3 separate regions of the Danio rerio genome follow, and all the other regions are linked to region 1. The links are chromatin contacts, called in public Hi-C maps. All regions are on one chromosome and are shown on one strand. The core of a region is the stretch at or near the end of the contact, and the rest is flanking DNA. Distances in the headings are between cores, read along the strand shown. Region 1 holds the start of ambra1b (autophagy/beclin-1 regulator 1b). Region 2 holds the start of sergef (secretion regulating guanine nucleotide exchange factor). Region 3 holds the start of phf21ab (PHD finger protein 21Ab).

What was found. A called contact is a pair of places that touch in the nucleus more often than the background predicts.
Region 2: a Hi-C map of an unstated tissue shows a contact between it and region 1, with 4 times the contacts expected there. The contact joins the promoter of sergef here to the promoter of ambra1b in region 1. A contact is called at or near these places in 2 of 18 Hi-C or Micro-C datasets (caudal fin and an unstated tissue) and 1 of 4 datasets of contacts at active chromatin or transcription factors (embryo).
Region 3: a Hi-C map of hematopoietic stem cells shows a contact between it and region 1, with 4 times the contacts expected there. The contact joins the promoter of phf21ab here to the promoter of ambra1b in region 1. A contact is called at or near these places in 4 of 18 Hi-C or Micro-C datasets (caudal fin, embryo, hematopoietic stem cells and 1 more) and 2 of 4 datasets of contacts at active chromatin or transcription factors (caudal fin and embryo).

The regions. Positions count from the first base shown.
Region 1 is chr25:8,617,649-8,620,803 of GRCz12tu, forward strand. ambra1b (autophagy/beclin-1 regulator 1b) reads right to left here and starts at 1,427. Exons shown (of 19, transcript NM_001302220.1): 1 at 1,163-1,427; 2 at 145-361. The coding sequence starts at 276. It overlaps glcea (glucuronic acid epimerase a), which reads right to left. Exons shown (of 4, transcript NM_212850.2): 4 at 1,747-3,155. The coding sequence ends at 2,268.
Region 2 is chr25:8,844,084-8,847,238 of GRCz12tu, forward strand. It overlaps sergef (secretion regulating guanine nucleotide exchange factor), which reads right to left and starts at 1,507. Exons shown (of 12, transcript XM_688940.9): 1 at 1,439-1,507; 2 at 1,154-1,289. The coding sequence starts at 1,486. It overlaps LOC141380887 (a long non-coding RNA gene), which reads left to right and starts at 1,280. Exons shown (of 4, transcript XR_012400245.1): 1 at 1,280-2,347. It overlaps tph1a (tryptophan hydroxylase 1 (tryptophan 5-monooxygenase) a), which reads right to left. Exons shown (of 11, transcript NM_178306.3): 11 at 2,927-3,155. The coding sequence ends at 3,108.
Region 3 is chr25:8,458,637-8,461,791 of GRCz12tu, forward strand. It overlaps phf21ab (PHD finger protein 21Ab), which reads right to left and starts at 1,687. Exons shown (of 17, transcript XM_073942764.1): 1 at 1,454-1,687.

The DNA of each region.
Region 1 (3,155 bases), core at 177-2,676:
GAAAAAAAAAACAGACTATATGAAGGAAAACTTTAACAATTATATGCTGCAAAAGCACATTTAGCAAGAAATTGGTCTATAAAGGCATGTCTGCTGTGTGCAGGCTAGAGAGAACCATTACAGAGATTAAAACTGATACCCTACCTGGCTCTGCCATTTCATCCAGCGTGTTCGGTCTTCCACCAGCTGCTGCAGGAGCCTCTGAGAGCCCAGCATACGAGCTCCTCGCTCTCGCCCCGACAGGATCAGCACAGAGTTTCTGTTCTGCACAGCCATTTTTCCTCTTTAGTGCTCCACGGCCCGGCCGGCCTCCCTCACACGCGGACCGGACACTAACTCAGCAGCACGCCGGCCATGCAAACTGGAAAACAGCCACAAAAACTGAGCTTAAATCAACAAACACTCCTCTACAGTCCAACAAAACACTGTCACAGCATTCAATGCTGAAATACCAGTGCTATTTCATTCCCTGTCTGCATTACTAAACCTATTTCAGATATATATAACTTAAATGACAGTTTATTTCATAATAATAAGACTTATTATGTGACAAAACCTCTCATTTTAAAGCTTTAATAGTATATGTAATAACTATGTCCTGTGGCTGCAGCTGTTCAGGAGATACAATGATGGCTACAACAGGCCCTCAATCAATCCATAAAACAGCCTTTTGACAACAGACCTGAACAGGAAAGGCCCTCTGGGTGTTTTGCTATGATATTACACTAGAATGTACCTCTGACTTGGTTACATTATATTAAAAACACAGGGCAGGAAGCTCTCGTGGTGTTGTGGACAATTAAAGCCCTATCAGATGTGCTGAACCATGTAAACAAACAAGCCATTTAAAATCCACGCCGTGTCAGTGAAATCTTCGATCGCATTTGATCACCAACGAAGCCAAACACTAAAATATCCACACAATCAGAGTCAATAATGGTATTAATTGTGTTTTCTGGTCGAGTAACTAACAATTATTCACTGCCGTGCCCGCCCAAATATGGAAACTGAACTGAAAGCTACTGTGTTAGCCACCGTTTACTCACTTTAAAAATAGATTTAATTAAACGTATGACATTCCTAACAGTGCCATAATCATAACACACAATCTGAGTTTGTTGAAAAACAGATTACACCGCGAAATCATTGATATTTTACATACCTGTTTTGTTGTGTTTGTCAGTGAAATGTCATCGAAGGCGCTTGTTAGCCGCTTAGCCTGTTAGCCGAGCTGGATCGTTATTACCCGACCTGGACTGACAACCGACCGATCCGAAGCGCCGAGCTCATTACATTCACGTCATTTAGGAGATTATCAATCAAACCGTTTGGATTATCGGGACATTGAGAAAATGTATTGTGCTGGCTATAGGTGAAATTATGCTAGCTAACTGGTTTGTGGGTAGCTCGGCGTAGGCAGGCATACTAATCGAGTGCAGGGTGAATAGAGCTACTTTAGGTCTGTTAATCGAATGCTGAATGGATTTCACCTCAAGCTAATAACAGGTGGAGTGTGTTAATATTTTATAACTTTCTGGCCATAGGGGTTAATATATATATATATATATATATATATATATATATATATATATATATATATATATATATATATATATATATATATATATATATATATATATATATATATAAAAGTTTTGTTACTAAATATTTTTCGACTTCACTATTACTATATGTGCCTCCCAGCCCACTTTTGCTGATAGCAACAACGATTCCACAGAGAAATACTTTGGTTTAAAAATACCACATTTATTTAAGCTTCAAATAATTACATTCTGAGAAATAAATGTGCAACTGTGTCGATAGAATTGTGCTTTAAAATACAAACAATTCTAAAACATTTCTAATACGAAGCACTCATTTGTACCATTATGCAATAATAGTGACATTTTTACAGCATAAACAATTCATAGATAACACACAATCATCAGTGTGACTACTAATATGTACTTATTGAATGACTCAAGATCGACAGTCATGTTATTATTGAGCAAATCTGTTGTGCTTCCTTTAAAAGTCTGTAAATAAGTGTGCATTGCTTCTTGCATTCAAACATTACATGATCGTTTAGAAATAAAGCACAGCGAATCACATTCTTGAAGTCTGTACAACAACTCAAGCATGACATTCATAAAGCAATCAAGTTGGATACAATATGCACCCTTTCCTTAGAAAAGTAAATGTCAGTTTACTAATTCTCAACAGTACGGTAGTTCTAAATGTCATATTAAATCGCCATCTCAGCAAGTCTAGTTGTGCTTAGCCCGACCTCCTTTCAGGTAAGTCTTCCAGCGTTTCACATAGTCCCTAAAAATGGGGGCGCCGTCGATTGAGGCGAGCAGCTGTAACTGGTTGATGTGCGTGGTGTGATAGTCCCACCGTGCTAAATTTGGGGCAACACCCAAGGTAAAGTGTCTCAGGTCATAAACTGTTCCAGAGCCTGTATCGAACAATGGCAACATGGCCTTGAGCGACTCCAGTCCTTGACTGAACAGTATTCCTGCTTCTCGTCCAAGTTTGTTGCCTGCAGTCTCCGCCACATCATACAGACCAATCAAAGAGTAGATAAAGCCATTAAGGACAAATGAACTTGGGGTTGTGGGGTATTCCTCATACCAGTCAAACTTATTCATGAATGTTGCCTTGACACCATGTTGTTCTGGAGTCCTCTTGAAGGGGGATGTTGCTCGAATTGCGGCCCCAAGGTACGAGGGGTTGTGCGTCACTAGGTACGCCCTTACCAGTGTTGACATGGCTTGGCCTTGGGCCATAGCAGAGTACCACCCGGGCTCCAAACTCTTAAACCCCTCTCCTAACTTACGGGTCACCTTGATCGGCCATCCTCCATGTTCATCCTGGTTATGAAGAAGCCAATCGCTGGCAGCAAAGAAGGCAGCCATGTGTGCAGTGGAAGACACAGTGATATTGCTGATGAACCCAGAACCTTTAAGAACCAGCTGGACCACACGGCGAGGCATGATTTTGGTTGCTTTAACCACTTTGGTGTTGGACAAACCAACTCCTTTACGCAAGTCTGTCATTAAATCACGACTGACGGTGCTCCAGGTGGCTCGCGGGCCAATACCGTAAATGACTTCTTTGTCTTTAAAGGAAAGAAGAAGTGGACTTGTGATGTA
Region 2 (3,155 bases), core at 257-2,756, 230 kb after region 1:
AGAGTTAAATTTAAGACTTTTAAAGACATTTTTTAAGTCCATTATGACTAAAATTTTAGACTTATAAGCATTAAAGCCTAAGGAATTTTTCAAATGGCCCAGATGGAAAGGATTTTTATTTGCCCTATCAAAAAATGTTTTATTATAATTTATTACAAGTATTAATACAATAATACCTTTATGATATATATATATATATATATATATATATATATATATATATATATATATATATATATATATATATATATATATATATATATATGTTTTTTTTTTTATATTTGAAATATTGTGTAAAAACAAGCTTGTATGCATACACTTTTTTTCCCAACATCAACTTTCTTTAAAATCAAAAAATGAACAAATATTTTAAAGGTTTTAAAAATGTAATACAATAAATCTACATGGAGAACTTTTAAAGAAATGTTATTTTAAGGAAAATAATGAACCCATTATGACAGAGTTAATAATTACCTTTTTAAATAAAAAGTTTTATTGAGATGGATTGTTGATTATTGTATGGGTTTTGGCCAGATTGGGTAGCAATTTATGAACAAACGACAATTAAGACTTGTTTAAAAAAGATTTAAGACTTAAAACACAATATTTCAGTAAATTTAAGACTTTTTAAGGCCTAAAATTTGGATTTTGAGATTTAGGACATTTTAAGACTTTAAGACCCTGTAGAAACCCTGTAATAATATAAAATCAGGTTAGTATCCTCAGCAATACATAAACGGAGAACTTCTAAGCAAATGTTACTGCAAGGAAAGTAATTAAATGCTAATTTTCAACAAAAAGTTTTATTGAGATGGATTTTTGGTCACTGTATGACTAAAACTGTATGTTAATGGCCAGTTTTAAGAAAGGAGAATTAACACCTGTTAAAGAAGATTCAAGACCTACAACACAACATTTTAAACTTTTTAAGTCTTAAAATTTACGTTGACATTTAAGACGTTTTAAGACTTTTAAGGAGAATGTTGTCACACTACTACTCGACCACTAGGGAGCGGCGATGTACCACAAATAAAAGGTAAACAAACATACAAAGATTTAAAGTACAATTTTACTAATTCTAAACAACGTAATCTTACATATTGCTGTTCAAACTTTTAAAAACATATTTTTATAGCAAAATAGGCCATGTAACCAGAAATGAGAGCCGAATGTCCGCCTCCTCCGGTGACAGCGCGGATCTGCTCCTCCTGCAGTCCGCTTTCTACACGCCTCGGCTCGGCTTGATCTTCTGCGTTTCCCTGCCCGAGCTGACCATAACTGTTGGCTCCCTGTGACACCCATTCAAGAGTTTATTGTTCAGATATATGTAAATGTTTCGAATTACTAACTTTATCAATTCAAAGTTCGCGTATTTTCGTGAATTTCAAGTGGGGCAGTCGTGTATAAATGTGAGTAAATGAGGTGTAAATAAACTCACCCACGTGTACAGTAGCGATACACATTTTGACAGCTGATCTCCTTCCATTAGATTTAGGCGCCAACTGATGACATGCCTTAAAATTATGTAAACGTCATCGGTTTTCCCAGATTTAAGAAATATTAGTTGGTGGAATGGAAATAAGCGTTGAACTATGCAACATGGGCGTGGCTTAGCAGCAGATTTAATAATTTACATATCTATTTTTTATTAAATAAGTGACACGTTCTCAGTTTTACATTGTTAAAATATAAGCAATGTCAACTTACAATATTATGTATATAATTTAACATTATTCAGAATTAAAACAAACGTTGATCAGTTTGACAAATATGTATAATGTTGTTATTTTTAAAGACATTGGATTGAAAATATAAAATATTTTTTTTTTTTAAATTTAAAAAACAATAAGTATATTTGAATAGCTATTAATTACAAATAAGAAGTCGTTTAATCTTTGCATATTAATAATAATAATTAAACAATAGATTATAGCATAGATTTTAATTCAATTTAAGAAATATAGTGTATATCTACAATAAACAATATATATTCACTCTATTCATACCAATCAATGTTGATTTTTATCACGTTGAAAATATCAAAATGTAGTCACGTGGCATTCGTTACTTTTCTCAACAATTTTGGCAATAAACAAATCACAGTTGTTTAAGATGAACGCTTAATGAGCCCCGTTAAATACGTCTGAAGGCACTTTCTTGTCGTTTACCAGGTGTCTGCTTAATTATAATTGACATAATTAATAAAAATAATTATTTATACAATCAAAGGATCATAGTTTTAACGTACTTACGTCTGCCATAAGACAAATCATGTCCAGAAATCGGAACAGACTTCGACATTTGAAGTGCCTCCAGGAAAACAACCGTTGGGAGCAAAGAAGAAACGGTACACTAATTTTTGTTACAGTAGAAAAACAATGATTTATTTTTATTTTAAGCTTATAAACTCTTTGCTAATAATCTTTACCCCCACATTTCTCCAGACTTGAACTTTCAGGCAAACTTCATTCTGAGTTTTAAATACTTTATACAAACTGCAAACAGTTTAAAAGTAGGGTAACGTTAACGTTAATTTGTAAAAATAATCATCAATGTCCAATATAATATTTACATACATTTATAATTAATACATATTCCTTTCTATGGCCTACTCCACGTAGAAGTTCATGAATAAATAAACATTAACACAGAAGTACAGTGAATCAATATTTCATTTCATAGACAGTGATACAAAACTCATTATATAGTATAAATACTGTGCAGAAATAAAATAGAAAGCAAATTACTAAAATATCTATCAATAAAGGTGCCAGTTTAAAACAAAATGCTAACTGAAACCACCCATACATAAGCAGACATCAACTTTGCACTTAAGATCAATTGCCTGATTTTAACCATATTCGTTGTTATCACCTTGCATAATAACCAGCTTCTCGAATAGAAATCACACATAAAATACAAGAAGTTCCTTTTGCTGAATCACATATTTAATCAAACAAAAACCAAACTAATAATATAAATATAGGAAAAATATAGGATTTGACTTTGGTAGATACATACAGCACATCTTTGATGCCATACATTGAAGTAGTGTGACAAAACAAATGAACTTGGGACTGGGGGATTTTGTTGGAAAATGTAGTTTTTCAGACTCCTAGTTGTTTGTTTAGCCTGCTTAATGCATCTCCAATGAT
Region 3 (3,155 bases), core at 437-2,936, 160 kb before region 1:
TGGGGTCACTTTGTGAGTCTGTTTCTATTGTAATGCACTACATAATATATAATTATCAATTCCAGACGCTTCCAAATCTGTTTTATGAACATTTTAGTCACTCAATCTCAATAGATGTACACTTGCAGAAGGCATAAGAAGTTTTTTTAGTAGTATATTTATTATATTAGCATAAACAATAGCAAAAAAGGATGTTTAATTAAATATACATAATAAACATTGAACAAAATAAGACTAGTTCAATTATGTAAACAATATGCAGAAATTAAAAAGCGATAGGCTTTAATATTATTAAATGAAAAGTGCTTAAAAAATAATATTGTATTGCTGTAGGTTATTTGAATAATAATGCTCTAAAATAGTTTCTGCTTAAGCATATAGGACAGCAATATAGGCCTTGATGGGGCAAAACAGATAAAGTTTTCATTTGATTAGATTTATACTGAACTTTCCAAGTAACATATATAATAGTTTTCTTATTAAATAATTAATTAAATTATGTGAATAGTACACAAAACAAAAAAAAAATGTCAGACTACAATAGAAGAGTTTCTAAAATTATATACAGAGACAGAGAATTAGATTTTTTTAATTAAACTTTCTGAGTTACATAGTCTTTGATACCCCCCCCCCCCATTCTTTTCTACTTAAAACTATAATAAATAAAATTTCATTACATAACTACAGTTCTTTTTTGTAATATTTTTGACTCAAAGTATGACTTCAAATCAAATCAAAGTCAAGGCAACCAGCATCCAGGAAGCCATTTTGTTGTCATGTGACAAGAAAGACATAACAAATCATTAAAGATGAAGTTTTCAACAACAACAACAAGAACAATAATAATAATAATAATTTAAAACAAAATGAATAAATACTTAGAAACATTTACAGTCGTTTCAAATTGAGTAATTTTAATAACATAAGTTTTAAACTAAATGTTAAAAAAGTATAATTTTAGACATCCTTATTCATCATGTATACCCATGTTATTAAATATTTTGGGGTCACTTAGTGAGTCTGTTTTAATTCTGTTGGTCTCCACAATATATAAGTTTTAATCCCAGACGCTTCCAGATCTTCTTTAAACATTCTTTAGTCAATTCAAAACATATTTGAAATCAAAGTAATCTATAAATGTACAATCGTTTTCTTACAACCACTAACCACAGAAGTAACCATCCCAATTCAACCCAAACGTTCCAGTGCTACTTGTTTCACCGGATAAATCGTCAGCAAATGAAGTGAATGCATCCCCCCATCCAGACCACCATGTCTGCCTGACAGCACTTCACTCCCCCTTCAGCCTAACATCAAGTCAAAGTAAATGCCGCTGTCGTAAACGTGTTTATATACGTTCTCCATCACACCAGAGCACGTGCACCGCTTTATACCCGCTAAAAGAGTACAAAATAGATGTATAGAATAATCTACGCCAGCGAAATGCTCCTACCATGTTATGAAAGAGGTGGCCGCTCCGTTAACCAATGAAATTGTCAGGAGTTAACAGTTTTTTCTGGGCCGCCATGACATATTTTTGAGGCTGCTCAGAATAGGGCTTTTTTTGTGCTGAATTTGTGCTGAATCAACACGCCGTGAATCAAAAGGATTGCGCTTTGAGGCAGGTGTCTGTTAAACGGGGGAGCGGCTGAATTTGCCTTCAAATGCTTATTTTGAGTTTTCGTCTGAACTTAACTCTCAGTTTGGGGCTTTTAAACTCGTCATGCAATGTGCTGCGAAACGCGTTTGAAAACTATTGGACGCAAATCTCGCGAGAAATAAACAAATCATTTGTTGATTATTAGCTGAAGAGGGCAAATTAACGGATTATTATTCTGATGTAAATAGAGCATGGATATGATTTTTTTTTTTTAGATATAATGTGATTTAAGATCAATAAAAACAAAAAAATGAAGGTTAAATATGTAATTTAATGTGTTAAATGCTTAAAATGTTTTAAATTATTAGCTGTAGTGTACTTTAAATATTAACAGTTTAAGAAAAAATTAAAATGGCAAGTATGTGTCAATATGGAGTTACAAAAATAAATAATATAATGAAAATAATAAATTACAATTCAAATGTAAATAAAGTACATATAAATATGATTTTAAAGATTTAATATACTTTAAAATGAAGAGGAATAAATAAAAACAAAAAATGTAATGTACATACTTGACATACTTCAAATTATTAGCTGTAATGTACTTCAAATATTAAGAATTGAAGAAGAAATGAAAATTGGCATGCTGGTAAGTGTCAATATGGAGTTATAAAAATAAATAATTAAATAAAAATGTAAAATTATAATTCTAATGCAAATAAAGCGCATATAAATAAGATTTTTGTAAATATAATATACTTTAAAAGGAAGGAAAACAATTAAATACAAAAAATGCAATATAAAATATGCGAATAATATTAAATATGAATGTTGTGTACATTCTATATGTTAAAGGGTTTAAAAATACTTTAAATTATAAGCTCTAATGTCCTTCAAATATTAAGAATTTAAGAAAAAATTTAATTGGCATGCAATTATGTGTTAATATGGTGTTATAAAAATAAATAAAATGAAAATCTAAAATTATAATTCTCATGCAATTTACGCGTATAAAAATAATGTTTTTTAAGATATATTATATTTTAAAAGGAAGGAAAATAAATAAATACAAAAACACAATCCAAAATAAGCAAATAATATGAAATATGTACGTTGTGTACATTTTTAATGTTAAATGCTTTAAAATACTTAAAATTATTAGCTGTAGTGTACTTCAAATATTAAGATCTTAAGAAAAAATAAAATCGGCATGCACATTTGTCCATATGGAAGAAAAATATATACAAAATAATGAAATTATATAAAATATTTAAAAAAATAAATATGCATATATAATATTTACATAAAAGTACTTCAAAAATTACTTTAAACTTCCAGCTGTAATGTACTTAAAATAATAAGAATTTAATAAAAAATCTAATAAAAATGGTTAGAAATGTCATAATATATATTGCAATATAAAATAACATAGGGCTAATATTAAATAATTACAACACATATTAATGTGTATATGTACAGTGCATTACACATGTAAATACTTAGGAAAACTTAGGAAATGAAGACAACCTCATAATTAGCGAATAAATATGTA